Regions from separate parts of the Sus scrofa genome. Here region 2 is linked to region 1. The links are chromatin contacts, called in public Hi-C maps. All regions are on one chromosome and are shown on one strand. Each heading gives the region's core, a stretch centred on a gene start, on an enhancer-like site or on the middle of the called end of the contact. The rest is flanking DNA. Distances are from core to core; before and after follow the strand shown. Region 1 overlaps NUP133 (nuclear pore complex protein Nup133). Region 2 has its middle 7.2 kb from the start of RHOU.

Region 1 (3,426 bases), core at 539-3,038:
GTTTACTCAAAACACAAAAGTTATTATTAGTTTAATCATTTAAAGATTAAAAGAATCAAAGAAGGTGATCACTGTTTTCTTCCTAAACCTCCAGTGAGGCTTACTTGCGTGGTAGAAAGTTAGAAAGAGAGGATGCTCAAGAGAGTACCATGGTCCTTGGAACCCCCAAGTGCCCCTGATGCTGTGCGGAGGCTGAGAAAGACAGTCACCCAGGGCAGACGGGAGGACATGTGCCCACTGCCACATGCTGAGACTTGATCACTGCCGCTCTTAGAGAAATGCGTAATTTCTATTAGCCAAATTCAGCAGTTATGCTAACATTATCATTTAATTTGGGGCTAATAAATGCCAAGTGCCTACCTATGCCAGCAATTTCCTTTTGGAAATAAAATCCTTAGAAAGCTAATAAGGCTAATTAATCTGCTTCAGACAGAATACACAATGTCCCTTAGTTTCTTTTTTTTATTTATTTTTTTGTCTTTTTAGGCCTGCACCTGTGACATATGAAGGCTCCCAGGCTAGGGGTCTAATCAGAGCTACAGCTGCCGGCTTACACCACAGCCACAGCAACGCAGGATCCGAGCCACATCTGTGATCTACGCCACAGCTCATGGCAACACCGGGTCCTTAACCCACTGAGCAAGGCCAGGGATTGAACCCGCAACCTAATGGTTTCTAGTCGGATTTGTTTCTGCTGCTCAGTTGCTATTCTGTTCTGAGCCCTTTTCAAATCTACTATGAGGAAAGTTACAACCTTTTAAAAAAATACTGAAAATTCATACTAAATTGTTTCAGAAAATAAGAAGTATACATCGAGAAATGCTTTAACAAAAGAACCAGAATATTCTTCTCAAAACAACTCACTCCATAACATTCACACTAGGATGTTCTTACCCTCGGGAACAGACTCTGCCCAGCGTGGGTCAGAAGCTGGGTAATCGTCCACCAGGTCCACACTGATCTGGGTAACAGCTCTGTCTAGTTCATGGTCAGAGTCCAAATCAGAGTGAGAGGAAAACAGCTCATCAACTATCATTTGAGCATGACCTAAATCTTTTCTGAAATAAAATTGGAAAACAAAAGTATTAAAAGTGAAAGTACTAAACATGAGAAAGTTAATTGTGAAATTAAAAATCCCATATGTTATCCCAAAGTTATTACTTTTATTGTAACATTTACTTAAAAGGGAGACAACCAGGGAGTTCCTGCTGTGGCTCAGTAGGTTATGAACCCAATTGGTACCTATTAGGATGTGGGTTCGATCCCTGGTCTCACTCAGTGGGTTAAGGATCCAGTATTGCCATGAGCTGTGGTGTAGGTCACAGATGTGGCTAGGTCCTGTGTTGCTGGCTCTGGTGTAGGGCAGCAGCTGCAGCTCTGACTGGACCCTTAGCCTGGGAACTTTCATATGCCACAGGTGGGGCTCTAAAAAGCAAAATAAATAAGTAAATAAATAAATAAAATGAAAAATTAAAAAAAAGGAAGAGAACCATTATACATTAATTAACTCAACAGATATATGTTGAACACTTACAATATGGAGGCACTGGAGACAGAACAATAAGCAAAACATTAGGAAACAGTCCCAAGACATCACCAAGTATACAGTGGCACAAGAGCCAGACACTTAAACAAGTGGCTACATTCGCACCAGGAGAGGGAATAGCAGAGGCCACAGGGCACACAGATGGGAGACCAAAAGCACCAGAGGGGCAGGGGACACGTCCTGGAGGAAGAAGTGCAGGGAGGCTGGGATGACCACAGGAGGGGTGCGTGGTGGCAAAGAGAACATGTCATGCTTCTGAGCAAACACACCTGCAACTCAGGAGAATGGAAGCCCCAGGAAAGGAGACTACCCAGGAGGGGTGGGACGACAGGCCCAGGGCAGACCTCCTAGAAACAACACCAACTAGAAGACTCATAAACCATGGGACAGCGTGTGAGCTTAGTCATAAGGACAGTGGAAAGAAACTGACTGAGAAGGCAGCGTCATGATCTATTCTATCTTTAAAAGACCATTTCAAATATGCTCTGGGGCTAGAGGAAGAGACAAGAGAAAGAAAATTCCAGCTAGGAAGTGACTGCAGAGATCCAGGCAAGGAAGAACAGGAGTCTCCACCAGCACAGCCATGGCAGGAAGGGGACCAGGAGACAGGTGTGAGAAAGAGACACGGGAGGGAAGTCTTGGCAAGAAGAAGCCAGCACAAGAAAGATCAAGGATATAGAAAAGGACAGGAACATTCAGAACTAAGACAAAAAGAGGGAGGGCAAGAGGGAAAGGAGCTGGGAGGCAGGGAAGTTTGTAGGTGGAAAGCACAAGGATGGCTTCCATTATCTCTGGAACAAGCTGAGTCATCTGCTCAGGCTGGGAAAGGAGCAGAAAGAGGGGAAGGGGAAGGAGGTGAGAAAGGGCTGAAAAGGTTTCTTGGAAGAACAGGAGACAGTGCTACCACAGGGACACAAAAACACTGCTTTTAACACAGTTAAAGGCAAGGCTGAAGCTAAACACCTAAATATGGTATAGGTTACAGGCCAAGTGGACAAAGCAAGATCAATCAATCAGGAACTATTTTAACCAAAAGACTAAGTTTCTTAAAACTCTCATGAACAAAAGGTTTTATATTTATATTACGTACAGAAAAATCAAAATATACAAAAATTAATTTCAAAGAGACCATCCCATAAAGAAAGTCACATCACCTTAGCAGAAAACTAGACAGATAAGTTTAGTGTTCCACCTACCAATTTGGACCCCTTGAAAAGAATTCTGGTTGTCACAGGCTAGGGAGAATGACACTAATGGCATCAAGTGGGAAGAGGCCAGGTTTGCTGCTAAACACTACAAGTCTGGTGACAGCCCCATGACAAAAATTACCTGGCCCCATAGGTCAACAGTGACAAGGTGGAGAAATGCTGCTTTAGAGGTACTATAATTCCATTTGTGCAGAGTCTAAAAGTCATTAAGACCATTGGCTGACACCACCCGGAAACGATTACTTGTTAACCTTGAAGTACTTCAACCCTGCTAAACAGGTTAAGCAGAAGGCTCAGTTGTGTTAGAGGCCCAATGACACTGTTCCAAAGGTGACTGTGCTCTTGGCACTTAAGCTCAGGGATCTCCTTTCATACTTAGTCATCTTTCCCAGTGAAACATTTAGAAGTGACAAATCCATGCCACACAGAATCTCAGAATGTGACCTTATTTGGAAAGAAGGTATTTGAAGATATGGTCAATTATGATGAGGTCTTATTGGATTAGGGTGGGCCTTAAATCCAGTGACTGATGTCACTCTCTGAAGGACATGTGAAGACAGACATACAGGGAAGAATGCCAGGTGACAATGGAGACAACTGAGGGACACTTACACACGCCAAGGGGAGCCGACTACCCGGAACCGCTAGGAAACAGGACAGGGACAGCCAAGC
Region 2 (3,426 bases), core at 370-2,869, 310 kb before region 1:
TATTATAAGGTAGACATAATACTCAATACATCCATCAGCATAATGTAATACTCCCTGTGAGTAGCATTATCCATATTGTTATGGCCTGAACTCTGTCCCTCCAAATTCATGTCCTGAAGCTCTAACCCTCATAGCTCAGAGTGTGTGACAGTATTGATTGATAGAACCCTTAAAGAGTAGCTAAGTTGAAATGAGGTGTTTAGGGTGAACTAGTGTCCGTTTAGGAAGAGGAAATTAGAACACAGACACGCACAAAGGGAAGATGGTGTGAGGACACAGGGAGGAGATAGCTGTGGACCAGCCCGGAAGGGAGGCCTCAGAAGCAATCACCCCTGCTGAGCCCTTGATCTTGAACAACCACCCTCTAGACTGTGAGAAATAAACTGCTGCTGTTGAAGCCCCCAGCCTGTGGTACTTTGTCATAGCAACCCCAGCAGACTAAGGGATGCACAGGTGTGTGGCCCTCTCGGGCTCAGATGTGGGCCCAACTGGCCAGAAAGCCATCTCCTCACCCCCACCCCCAACAGAATATGCTGTGGGGAAATCATACCTTTCCTCCAAGGAAATCACTTTATACCCCTCCCCCAGGTCCTCTTCCCAGCCCTGTTCACGGTCCTCAGGTTTGCAGAGTAGACCACGGGATCCGTGTGTCTTGTCTGGCTAGACTCCCACTGTGGGCTTTGAGAATTCAACTGTCACTTTGTTTTTCAAAATGGTCACACCAAGAGCTTCTTAAAATCCAGAGGATCCCTGAGAACATTTTTCTTCCCAAGACATAAACAAGATGTTTCCATACTTTTAAAAAGGAAATGGATGGCAGGAGTTTCAGTATGAGTCAAAGCAGAGCCTAAAAAGCCCTGTGGCTCTCCCTTCAGATCAGGTGAGCTTCGAGCACACATGGGCTCCATCCAGCAAAACAAACTCCGGGCAAGTTTGTTTACTGACTCGACCGACCGGCTCAATGTCCAGATCCCGAGGGTGCACAGCACAGAGAAAACCGGCCTGTTGGGTTCAGGGCTCCACACTAAGGACACACCCCCACCGTCCCAGACTTCTTTTGTTCCAATCTCAGTCATCCCCTCCTTCACTGAAATTCAACCTGGCACCAGAAATCAATGAAGCAGCCAGTTTGCACATAGGGCCCATCAGGTTTATTCTCAGCCACCTGATCAACAAAGGCATCGAGGGTTGTTTCCAATCCCAAAGGGGCCTAGTGGCTCCGTGTGCAGCCAGTGGCCAGGTGGCTGTGTAGACAAGCCCTTACTCACTCAGGCAGTGCACTTGGCAGGCACTTACTCACTTGTCCCTTCCTAGCTTCTGTTATCTGGCCCTACTTAATATTTCCAGCTCTTTGTTTTGGCCACAGCATGCAGTGGTTTGATGTAGGATCTCAGTCCTCAGACCAGGGATTGAACACAGGCTGCAGTGGTAAAAGCACAGAGGCCTAACCACTAGACTGCCAGGGAGCTCCCACTATTTCTAGATTTTTAATGTCTGTCCTTTTAATGTGACATTGGAATCCCAGAGTTCAGCCTTGGCCTCTCCCTTCTGGGTCTGCAGTCATAAGTGAGCTCACACCCACTCACCCTTCACCACGTGCCAAGGAGATGCCGTCTCCACCCTGGCCAGCCTCTCTCTCTGAATTGTAGATATATATTCAACTGTCCACTTGACCTCTCAGAGGCAACTCGGACTTCATACGAGTAAACAGAATTCCCAATCTTTCTTCCAGTTCCGAAAACTGCTGGAATTTTCCTCATCCCAGCCCATGACAACTTGGGTTTGCCAGACCAACATCCCTGGACTTAACTTGCCTTCCATGTGCCCTCAAACCCAGGACCCAAGGTGCCTGGGGGCATGTGCTGTCTCTAGCCTCAAGGCATGGCCAAAACCCAGCTTCTTCCCAGCCCTACATCTGGCCAAGTCCCCACCCCCCTGCTCAGACCTTCATCTCTAACTGGCCTCTGGGACATCTTCTCCCCAGTAGGTGCTTTTCCTCAGCAGCCCGAGGGATCCTGGGAGCCTGAGACGGTGCTACTGCCCAACCAGTGCCAGCCGCTCCAGCTTACCCAGGAGCCTACACTCAGGTCTTTTGTTTCATTTCTTTTATGACCTCACCACCCCCCACCCCTCCCACCCCCCACTAACTTCTCCCAAGGCTCCTCGGTGCTTCCCTGATCTGCACAAATAGTCCCTGCAGCAGGGATTCTGCTCTTGCTATTCCCTGGCCTGGAAGGCTCCTTCCCAGACGCCCAGGACACTCAGGCCCCTCAGGCCTTCAAGTGTAACCATAAGAGACCTTCGCTGCCCACCTATTAGAGCACAGTTAGTGTTCTGTGCTCTGTCCTGCTTCTCTTCCTCTGTGGAGCTTTGCCCCTTCTGACAAGTACACATTTGCTCATCCTGGTCACAGTCTGTCTCCCCCACAAATGTCCGCTTCACGGAGGAGTGGTTAGCATCCACTGTGGTCATCAACAGGGCCCAGCCACTACAGACCTCAAAGCAGTGGGTGCTTAATAAATATTTGCTGAGTGGGCACACATATGGCATTCCTTCCACACAATTTCCCCAGTGTAGAGGGAAAGGTCCTCCTGTCTGACAAAGGAGGGCAAACCCATGGCGACTTGAGCAAGTGCCCTCTGAATTACTCTACACCTGGTGGGGGTTGTTTTTGGAGTTCTCCCCCGTGACAAGGACAGGGTGAACTTACATTAAATATGTGTGATGAGATGTTATGTGCATCTCATCCTTCTAGGCACTAAATACACCCCTTGATACCCAGAGGCATGCAACAGACAAGGACTGAAGTGAGTCTGATCAAACCATCAGCTTCAACTTCCTCCCGGGACAGAGCAGTGTCTCCCACACTGATCAGTTGTCCTTGAGTCATTTCTTGTCTGCCAGTCTCTCTGCCTTTTTAAAATTTTTATTTGTTTTTATATTTCAATCTCAGGACTATTGTTACAGGGATTCGAGGAAAAGTAAACTAATATTTTTAGCACACCAAAACTCTTCCTGCTGTTCATTTTCATCTTCTGGGTTATTTCAAATTAATGAATTTGAAGGCGCACCCTTGGAGTATGAGCCTGGAATTCACTCTGTGCGCTCAAGTCTCAAAGGACAGAGTTCAAACTTTACAGAAGTGACCCCAATAGCTACCAGGCTCAGTCTATATTGCTAGAGAGGAATAGTCCAGAAGACCTCAGGCCAAATGTCTGAAATCTGGTCTTCCGCCATGCTTGGGAGGCCAGGGCTTCAGGGTCAGTCACAGATCTGCGTGGGTGTAGGAACCCCAGGGGTCACTGCTTCAGAGGTCATCCTGGTGCATCTCTCTTCCCCCCACCCCCACAGAGCCTAGGGGAGCCGGGAAGAGGGCCATGTCCCAGGGTCTGAGCACCCAGGGAGGACTCTGCCCAGGCTGGTGAG

Evidence for each region. Hi-C and Micro-C count contacts between places; a contact is called where the count stands out from the background.
Region 2: a contact with region 1 is called in a Hi-C map of omental adipose tissue, with 2.0 times the contacts expected there. The contact joins two enhancer-like sites. A contact is called at or near these places in 3 of 47 Hi-C or Micro-C datasets (embryonic fibroblasts and omental adipose tissue).

What each region holds. Positions count from the first base shown.
Region 1 is chr14:60,375,018-60,378,443 of Sscrofa11.1, reverse strand. NUP133 (nuclear pore complex protein Nup133) reads right to left here. Exons shown (of 26, transcript XM_001928164.7): 13 at 895-1,058. Among named protein-coding and RNA genes, the nearest start is that of NUP133, 23 kb to the right of the region's middle. Within about 2 kb of position 1,788, at least 6 of the 83 cell types and tissues checked have an H3K27ac peak or open chromatin away from gene starts, as enhancers often do. A contact at or near this core is called in omental adipose tissue, where this site is marked.
Region 2 is chr14:60,683,019-60,686,444 of Sscrofa11.1, reverse strand. No RefSeq gene overlaps it. Among named protein-coding and RNA genes, the nearest start is that of RHOU, 7.2 kb to the right of the region's middle. Within about 2 kb of position 1,619, at least 7 of the 83 cell types and tissues checked have an H3K27ac peak or open chromatin away from gene starts, as enhancers often do. A contact at or near this core is called in omental adipose tissue, where this site is marked.